2 separate regions of the Zea mays genome follow, and region 2 is linked to region 1. The links are chromatin contacts, called in public Hi-C maps. All regions are on one chromosome and are shown on one strand. Each heading gives the region's core, a stretch centred on a gene start, on an enhancer-like site or on the middle of the called end of the contact. The rest is flanking DNA. Distances are from core to core; before and after follow the strand shown.

Region 1 (4,026 bases), core at 911-3,410:
ATTTCCAAGAGCTCAAACACCCAAGTGCTTAATAGAATCACTCGGTGATTAGCGTAGGTGCTTTGCGAAGTGCTTAGGTTAGTTAGACCACTTTAGCGCTTGCTCTAGGTGAACCCTAGTTAGTTGAGTGAGTTTTGTAAAACCACACAATCCCTCGGCTCTTGTGTGAGTCGTTGTAATTGTACCGAGTGGGGCGAGAGTCTTGCGAGACCGTGACAACCGCGTTTGTGTCACGGCTGCCACCGTGTACCGGAGGGAACGAGGCCCGCGGCGTTTCGGCCGGAAGCTCGATAGTGGAGACGGCGGGGAGCGTCCGAGAGGAGCCGGAAGCGGAGCACCACTTGCGCGTGGAGAAGGCCCGTGGCTCTCTACGGAGTTACTTGACCGTGGTGCTTGGCCCTCGCGTGAGCTTCCCTTTGCGTAGGGGCACCAACGAGGATTAGTCGGGACCTTGCGTGGTTCCGGATACCTCGGTAAAAATACCGGCGTCATCCACGAGAGTTTGCTTCTCTACTTAGCTCTTTACATTCCGCATTTATATCAAGCATTTAAGTTTCAATCTTGTAGTCATACTTATTTAGTGTAGATTGAAACTTAGCCTTTGCGGTAGAGATAGCAACACTTAGACAAAACCTAGTTTGCACATTTTAGTTTTGATTATTTGCATAGGTTTTGCTCTAGGGATTTAATTGTGGCCTAGTTTAGTAAAAGTTTTAGAAGTTCTAATTCACCCCCCCCCTCTTAGGCGTCACCCGTTTCCTACAGCGAGGTCGACAACAACTCACTGGTTCGCGCAAAGTACGGTGGAACACATAGAATTATATAGGTTTGGGTTGATTAGATGCATAATATCCTACGTCTTGTGTGTGGATGGCAATGTATTGTTTTTGAGATCTGTATTACAAAGAGAATGAGCGTAGTGTTGTCTATGCCTATAAGAGGATCCAATCGTTTTATAGGGGTACATATTCTATCTTATACATCCAACAAAATTAGGGTTTACATAGTTGAACTGAATGTTATTAATCTGTGCTTATCCACGAAACTAACTCTGACTTATCTGTGATTAGGTGAGCTTTGAGGCGCTTATCTCGTCCCCTACATGCGTGGGAATCGGCTAGTACACCTTCACACCCACACAACCGATCTCTACGTCCGCTTCTGGTTGTGTCCGACTAATCAGCTCGTGAAGCCTATGCGCCTGTCCTATTGAGACCTTATAACAACCCATAAATCGAAACAGGATCTTGGGGACTCGAGGGATATCTACCCCCATAAGCCCATGAGCTACCCCACAAGTATCGCCAATGTCCATGGGTTGGTTGGGTGGGGGTGAGGTGGCTCCTAACCTGTGCTCGTGTCGACGAATGACTTAGATCAAGACAATTCAGCTGCTATAGATGAGAAAGAGACTCTGACACTGCCATTGTTTATAGGTTTGTCTAGGAGAAAATAAAAAAAATTAATCATATAGAACAGTGGCAATTGGATAATATTTTGGAAATTCTAGATAGTACGAATCTAAAAAGCTTAAGGTAGGAGAAAAATTTGGATTGAACTATATATATATATATTTTGAAATTTATTCAACTTGTATCTTCATATTTTTGAAAGTGGATCGAGGTGAAAAAGCTGAACCAAACGGAACAAGCAAGAGAAAAGACTCCAAATTTTAGAGTTTTTTTTCATAGATAATCTGGTAGGTAAAAGGACATTAAGAATAGTTTGAAAACTTAAACCTCCTCCGGAATTTCTAAATATTAAGGGCTAGTTTGGGAACCTTAATTTTTCTAGAGATTTTCATTTTCCCATGGAAAATTAGTTCATTTTCCCTTGAGAAAATAGAAATCCTTTGAAAAAATATGGTTCCCAAACTAGACCTAAAAGATAAATTATTTTAATTTCCCTTAATCTATGGAAATCCTGGAGTGGATTTAATTTTCCAAACTTGCTATTAACTTTTTTTCCAATTAAAAAAAGGAAAATGAACATTCACTACTGCCAGATGGGTCCAACCGACGTTGAAGCCCACACGTCACGCAACTGATCAGATCAAGCAGACTCTGTTTGGTTGGGCCTGCTGCGACCTAGCCCAAATCGATATAGCCCCACAGCCTGGTCCGACGATTTTTTTGGAAGTGAACCGACCTCGCGCTAGGGTTACTCGCGCACGCTCCATCCGTCAACCACAAGAGCCCCACGCGCTGGCCTTGCCTCTGCCCCTCGCCCTCGCCTCGCCTCCAGGATCTTGTCCTCCCCCATCTCCTCGGGCCAAGGAATCGTTCTCATCCGGCGACCTACCTCCGTTACGTCTCAGGTGAGTCTACACGCACCGCAACGGATCCTTCTCCGTCCGGATCCGCCATCGATTTTGGTCGCCCGCCAGTCAATCGCCGGACGCGGCGTGAATCTAATTGCCCGGATCCACCCCGTCCTTACCGCCGCTTTGTTTCTTTCCCTGGACGGCCGCCCGGATCCTCCTCGCCTGACATCTCCTTTCTCGTTTTCAGGTCTTGTTCTGTATCACAAGCAAAGCAAAGGATCGGAGGCTACTCCATTCGGCAGCAAGGTAAGCTGGAGCCTTCTGTATCTGTCTATGCTATATGCTATACTCTAGGTTGAGGTTAGTTATAAACTGCAAACTCTGTCCTTTGTTGTTTAATTCGACCTTGAATGAAATCAAAAGGATGGGATACTCTGAGATCAATATATATTTAGTATATATGAAACGCTGCCATGTGTTTTGTAGCATCAGAAACCCTTTCTTAATTCAACATGGAGACTAACCCTGATATTATTGCAACCCTAAACATGCCTGTTATCTTTATATTTTTTTTAAAAGAATGAATACATATGCTACTTGCTAACCTCCAAGATGCAGACTTTAGTCCCATGTATGCTTGGATTGCTTGCTGTTTTTCTGAAATAATGCTACTGGTTGAAGTGTTCGAAATCTGAACATTGTGAATCATTCGAAACCAACTAGCGGTCTAAGTTTTGTAGTACTAATATATTTGGTTAACATTATACAGCAGAAGAAAATAACGTTGGTTACGACTTACTAGCATTATTTTAATCTGGTGCGAACTTGGTGGTTTTGTTTCAGTCACTAGCTAGAACATGGATAATTTTGACCCTTTATATTGTTTTACGTGTGAATTTTCTATGCCTGTACCAATTTTTTATTGCAATCTATCCTTGGTCCGAAGTCTAGATGGTCATTTTGTTATCAAATAGCGTCAAATATCCTCAGGCTGCTTGTATAGTTGTTATTATGTGTGCATACAAACTGTTTGTGTATAGGCGGGCAGGCGTGCCCACCACCTATGGACCCCTTAGCTGAAGGAGACAAAATTAATTAGGATGGCAAACATTAGGTTTAATTTTTCCACAATGATGTTTGTCACCATGCCTGTGTAGAACTACTTCGCCATGAGGAGAGAGTAAGAGACCCCTTTTTCCGCTTGTGCACGTTGCTTAGGACGATGCATTTGCATACAGATACAATCATACAATTAACAGCTTTGTTGAGGGACAAGTTGCTATGTTCCTACAAGTGGTTGGCCACATTCGTAGGTTTAGGTTGATAGGGCGCAATTTTAGGAGTTTGGAAACATTTAGGCATTACTTGCATGTAGTTTTGTATGCTATTGGATAACTGTGTGGAGAGAAGATTTGGCCACCGTCCCTTGAGATCCACCCTAAAATTGCAAACAGCCAAAGGTTCAACCTGTACTTGTATCCTTACAAACTTAGACGTGGCATACATGTGATAATGCAAGAATAAGGGTTTTTTAGTTGATCATGAAATTGGTCTCCTGTTCTTTATGGAAATATAAATCTTCGAAAAAAACGTGAACATTTAGCTGCTTGGTCTATTATTTTATCTATCTATGGCAAACTTGGATATGGTGTCTGTTTCCAGTGATTTCCATATATAACCTACTACGTTTGATTTACTTATTCTTTTGTGCTGCATCTTTCTATACCAGTATGTTATTCCTTGTATGTGTGCCTCTTCTTCAA
Region 2 (4,468 bases), core at 1,799-4,298, 410 kb after region 1:
TGTGGCCTCCTCAACGGGGAGTAGGTTTGCGAGAACCGAACCTCGGTAAAACAAATCCGCGTGTCACACTCTTTATTCGCTTGCAATTTGTTTTGCATCCTCTCTCGTGGACTCGATTATATTTCTAACGCTAACCCGGCTTGTAGTTGTGATTAACTTTGTAAATTTCAGTTTCGCCCTATTCACCCCCCTCTAGGCGACTTTCAGTCATACGCAAGAAAGTGTGGATATTGACAACGAATACCACCATGCTGATCAGCCATGTGAAGACTACATTCCAGATGAGAAGAGGGTGGTGTACAATAGGATGAATCCTTCTATGCAGTCAGGTTGTTTGTTTCCTAACATGAAAGAATTTAGGATTGCTATGCGTCAGTATGCAATAAAACATGAGTTCGAGCTTGGAATTGATGTTACTTCGACAACCAGATACGTTGGATATTGTAAGGGTGGTGATTGCCCGTGGAGGATCTATGCACGCGAAGAGAAGAAAGGATTGCCTACTATCGTGGTAGTTGTACTAGACGATGTGCACACTTGCACATCAAGTGGAAGGAGGAAGAGTACTACGCCAACTAGTGGTTGGGTTGCATTCCACGCTAAACCCCTGCTCATGAAGAAACCACAAATGGGTGCTAAAGAGTTACAACAAACACTACAGAGAAGTCATAACATCACTATTGGGTATGACACAGTTTGGAAGGGGAAAGAGAAGGCGTTGAAAGAGTTGTATGGATCTTGGGAGGAAAGCTTCCAGCTCTTGTTCTCTTGGTGGGAGGCTGTACTTGAGAAGATGCCCGACAGTGTGGTTGAGATTGATGTTATTTTGGAAGATGGGAAGTACTATTTTAGTCTATTCTTTTGTGCCTTGGGTCCATGCATATCAGGGTTCCGAGATGGGTGCAGACCTTACCTTAGTGTAGACTCGACGGCATTGAACGGTAGATGGAACGGGCATCTAGCATCAGCTACTGGTGTAGATGGCCACAATTGGATGTACCCTGCATCTTTTTGCTTTTTCCAATCTGAGACGGTTGACAACTGGATTTGGTTCATGAAACATTTGAAAAAGGTCGTGGGTGATATCACAATTGAAAACGGTAGTGCTCATCAAATGAGACATTAGCTTTATTCTCTTCCCACTTGAGGTCATCAAAAACTATTTCCCATAGCTCTGGATCTTCTGTACTGTAGCCCTCGCAAAGTTCATCGTCATCTAAAGGATGTTCATCATCTACAATTGAAGGGTTGTCATAAAGATCCCAACTAGGATTCTTTGTTTCCAAATCTTGTTTACAGACAATTGAAGTATCCTCTAGCTTCTTGCACACATGTTCCAAATGCCCGCAAACCTTTCCTATCTTGCCACCTTCTACTTCTGGGATAGTGGAACACAGTTTATGAACTGAATGCAACAGTGAAGATTGCCTCCTCATTTCTTGAATAACATATCTCAACGAATTCTTTATGTTCACATGATACTTGAAGTCGACATTTTCCTGTGGAACAACCAGATGATAATCACGGCGTACAAAGATTACAGTTTTGCTTAGCTACAAATCGACCTTCATAATACAACCAGATGACTACATGAGTTTGATAATACATACCACATTTGATGAGATCTTCACTGCTTCGACCTTGTTGACGGCAATGGCGGCGAACTCAACCGCATCCTTGGCCTCCTTCTCTGCAATAATGGCCGCACATCTCGCCTCCGCAGCCACGACGGCAGCAGCACGCGCCGCTTCTACAGCATCGGCAACCACTTGGCTTGGAGTATGATCCATCCGCAGAGGAGCAGAGAAAGGCGGCTAGGGTTTCTCTCTAGATTGGGGAAGCAGCCTGCGTGAGCACCAACCGGCGGCAGCTAGAGTTTCTGTTTGGATTGGGGAAGCAGCTCGCGTCGAGTAGAAACGGCGGGGCCAGGTTATTGACGGCGTGAGCACGGAGTGAGTTTAATGTTGACCACCGAACCAAATCTCTCTCTGTTGTCCATATCAGTCGTTGCCTATTGGCTGCGTCTCCAAAACAGAGAAGCCATCAGCAACGCCTCCAATTTGTCAAAACCGATTCTCTATTGTTTCATAATGGCAATTGTCTCTCGAGCGCGGTCACGAGGAGCAGGTGGAGATCAGAGCGGCAGGCACAGTCACGTGAAGCGGGTAGCTCACGTCTAGGATGGAAGGAGACAACAACCTCATAGATGACTAACAGCGGGGAGCAGGTGGCAAAGTTCGTAGACGGAGACGGTGACTAGCTCGGATGCGATGCGGGAAAAACTAGCTTTCTCAATCTAGATATGGTGAAGGCCATAATGTGCTATAACTGGTGCTCCGCCATTGATATACTATCCATATATGTGAATTAACAAGACTAAAGTCATGTTTGTTTACCCTCTAAATTATATAATCCGACTTAAATAAGTTGAGAGCTTATATAACCTATAAGCTGGATTATATAATCTTGGAGGGAAATAAACATGACCTATAGACTTTAAAAACTTTGCGCGATAAAACAATAATTTGCTGCATCCACGAATGTTTATGTATTAAAAACTTTGCACATCAGAAAATATGATGTGTTCATGACTATCTAGTCGCATCTTGTGTTCACGTTACGAACATTTTCCAAAACATGTGTAGACCTTTATTAAAATGTTTGGGAAATTTCCAAAACTTTCTCGTTGCTTATATTTATGTTTCTATAGCTAAAACTAATTACTGGAATCTTCTAGAGATGTTTTCACGAGTTTTACGTTTTATCTGGTTTTCTAAGCTTAGAGATCATTTTCGCGGTTCAGCTGTTTTAAAAACTTCATCCATTTGGCAGTATTCTCGTTTATTTTCATCCATAAATGGATTATAAACAAAACAAAACACGTGCGTAATATGGACGTTCTGAGTAAGCAATAGTTCAGGTGAGAACACTTTTCTATAATAAAAAAAACACCCCACTAAATGACAGAAATGCCGCCCTGGATCCGTCCAACAAGTCCAGATTCGTTCGAGGAAAGGATACTGGGCCCCCAAAAAAAAACTGTGACGGAAGACGATTGACCTTATCGGGCCTGCCTAGCCAATTTAAGCAAAACAGTGATGCACAATACTGGCGAAATGCATCAAAAGAAACACATCACGTCACCTGAAAGCTGTTCCAGTATAGACTTCGTATAAATCGCCTGCATTATAGTGAAGAGATGTACAGATCTCATACAAATTTACACTCCAGATTGGTTTCATTTTATAGCACAAACATGAAAAATAGCTGTAGTAAGGAATATGGGGTGTGGTTGCTATTTCCTTCATGACAAAGTATTTGAATTCCTAAAGTATTACGGCTGCTGCTATGCTCCTTCAGCCACGAGGTAGTATGTATTATGGAAGCATCGCCAGGTGACTATCACCTGGCAAATGGCAAGCAAGAAGAGCTAAACTTGATCCTGGAGACCGTTTCTCCGTTGTCTGCATCAGGTGATCATTTGATACATCCTCCTCCACTCACACCTTTTACCTGAACAAAGGTTGTCCATCTCGTCAGATGATGATATATATACTCTGAGACGCCAAACGACTCGGAAGCTAGAAAAGATAGATCAGGCATTGTTTAATCCATACCATATAAAGTCAGTCAGTACATGAGCTACATAGTAGATGCAGCACAATGGTATTTGATAAGCATTTATGTAAATCAAATGTTTCAGAACAAAATCAAACTAGGCAGTCACAGATGACAGGTGCGTTTTTTAGACCACTCCTCAACCTTCAGAAATACAGAAAATTAAGCAGAAGTTTTGCAAAGACTGATTTTTTCAACAGTGAAAAGCCTAGGAGGATACTGAAGGCGCATTTTTAGCCAAATCGAACATACAGATCTTGCCAGAAGTATACACATTTGAAAAACAGCGTGTTTAGTGCAGTTTTACAAAAGAAGCAAACTACTGCTGTTATAAGTTCTGTATTTTGCACTAGCAGGGTACAGCGTTCAGCGATAAATAGCTCATCAGATAGTTACAGCTTCGAGTACTGATACACAAAAACATATTAAACAACATTGCAACAGCCACAGGGATTAGGCGTACTAAAAAAAACCTCGGCCGGGGAGGAAAAGACTGCCCTCCCAGTATTATATTAAGAAGAGACCGAAACATAGTCCCAGCCGAGAAAACCCCCGGGGTCCCCTGGCCCCATCGCTAACGGGCCGATCAATTGCCCACTCTGCAACGGCCCAGCCGGAGGGTGGCACGCAGGATATCAATCCCCGAGAACGGGTGGGGCACAACGAGGGGATTTTTTTAAACAAGCTCGAAATTTGCCCCCAAGGGGGTCGAACCCGGGACCTGGAGGTGCTACTCGGAAGCCTTAACCATTATACTAGGATCACTTTCACAGATTAGGCATACTATGTATGCATAGTTCAGTAAGGATTCTAAAATTATTTGACCAACAATGACAAGGGACATATGTTA

Evidence for each region. A called contact is a pair of places that touch in the nucleus more often than the background predicts.
Region 2: a Hi-C map of ear shows a contact between it and region 1, with 2.9 times the contacts expected there. The contact joins the enhancer-like site here to the promoter of LOC100281658 in region 1. A contact is called at or near these places in 2 of 25 Hi-C or Micro-C datasets (ear and tassel).

The regions. Positions count from the first base shown.
Region 1 is chr4:42,046,046-42,050,071 of Zm-B73-REFERENCE-NAM-5.0, forward strand. LOC100281658 reads left to right here and starts at 2,161. Exons shown (of 8, transcript NM_001154578.3): 1 at 2,161-2,317; 2 at 2,511-2,569.
Region 2 is chr4:42,451,818-42,456,285 of Zm-B73-REFERENCE-NAM-5.0, forward strand. It overlaps LOC103653170 (F-box protein At5g39450), which reads right to left. Exons shown (of 2, transcript XM_008680132.4): 2 at 3,141-3,513. The coding sequence ends at 3,510. Among protein-coding and RNA genes, the nearest start is that of LOC103653170, 4.2 kb to the right of the region's middle. Within about 2 kb of position 3,049, at least 15 of the 20 cell types and tissues checked have an H3K27ac peak or open chromatin away from gene starts, as enhancers often do. A contact at or near this core is called in ear and tassel, where this site is marked.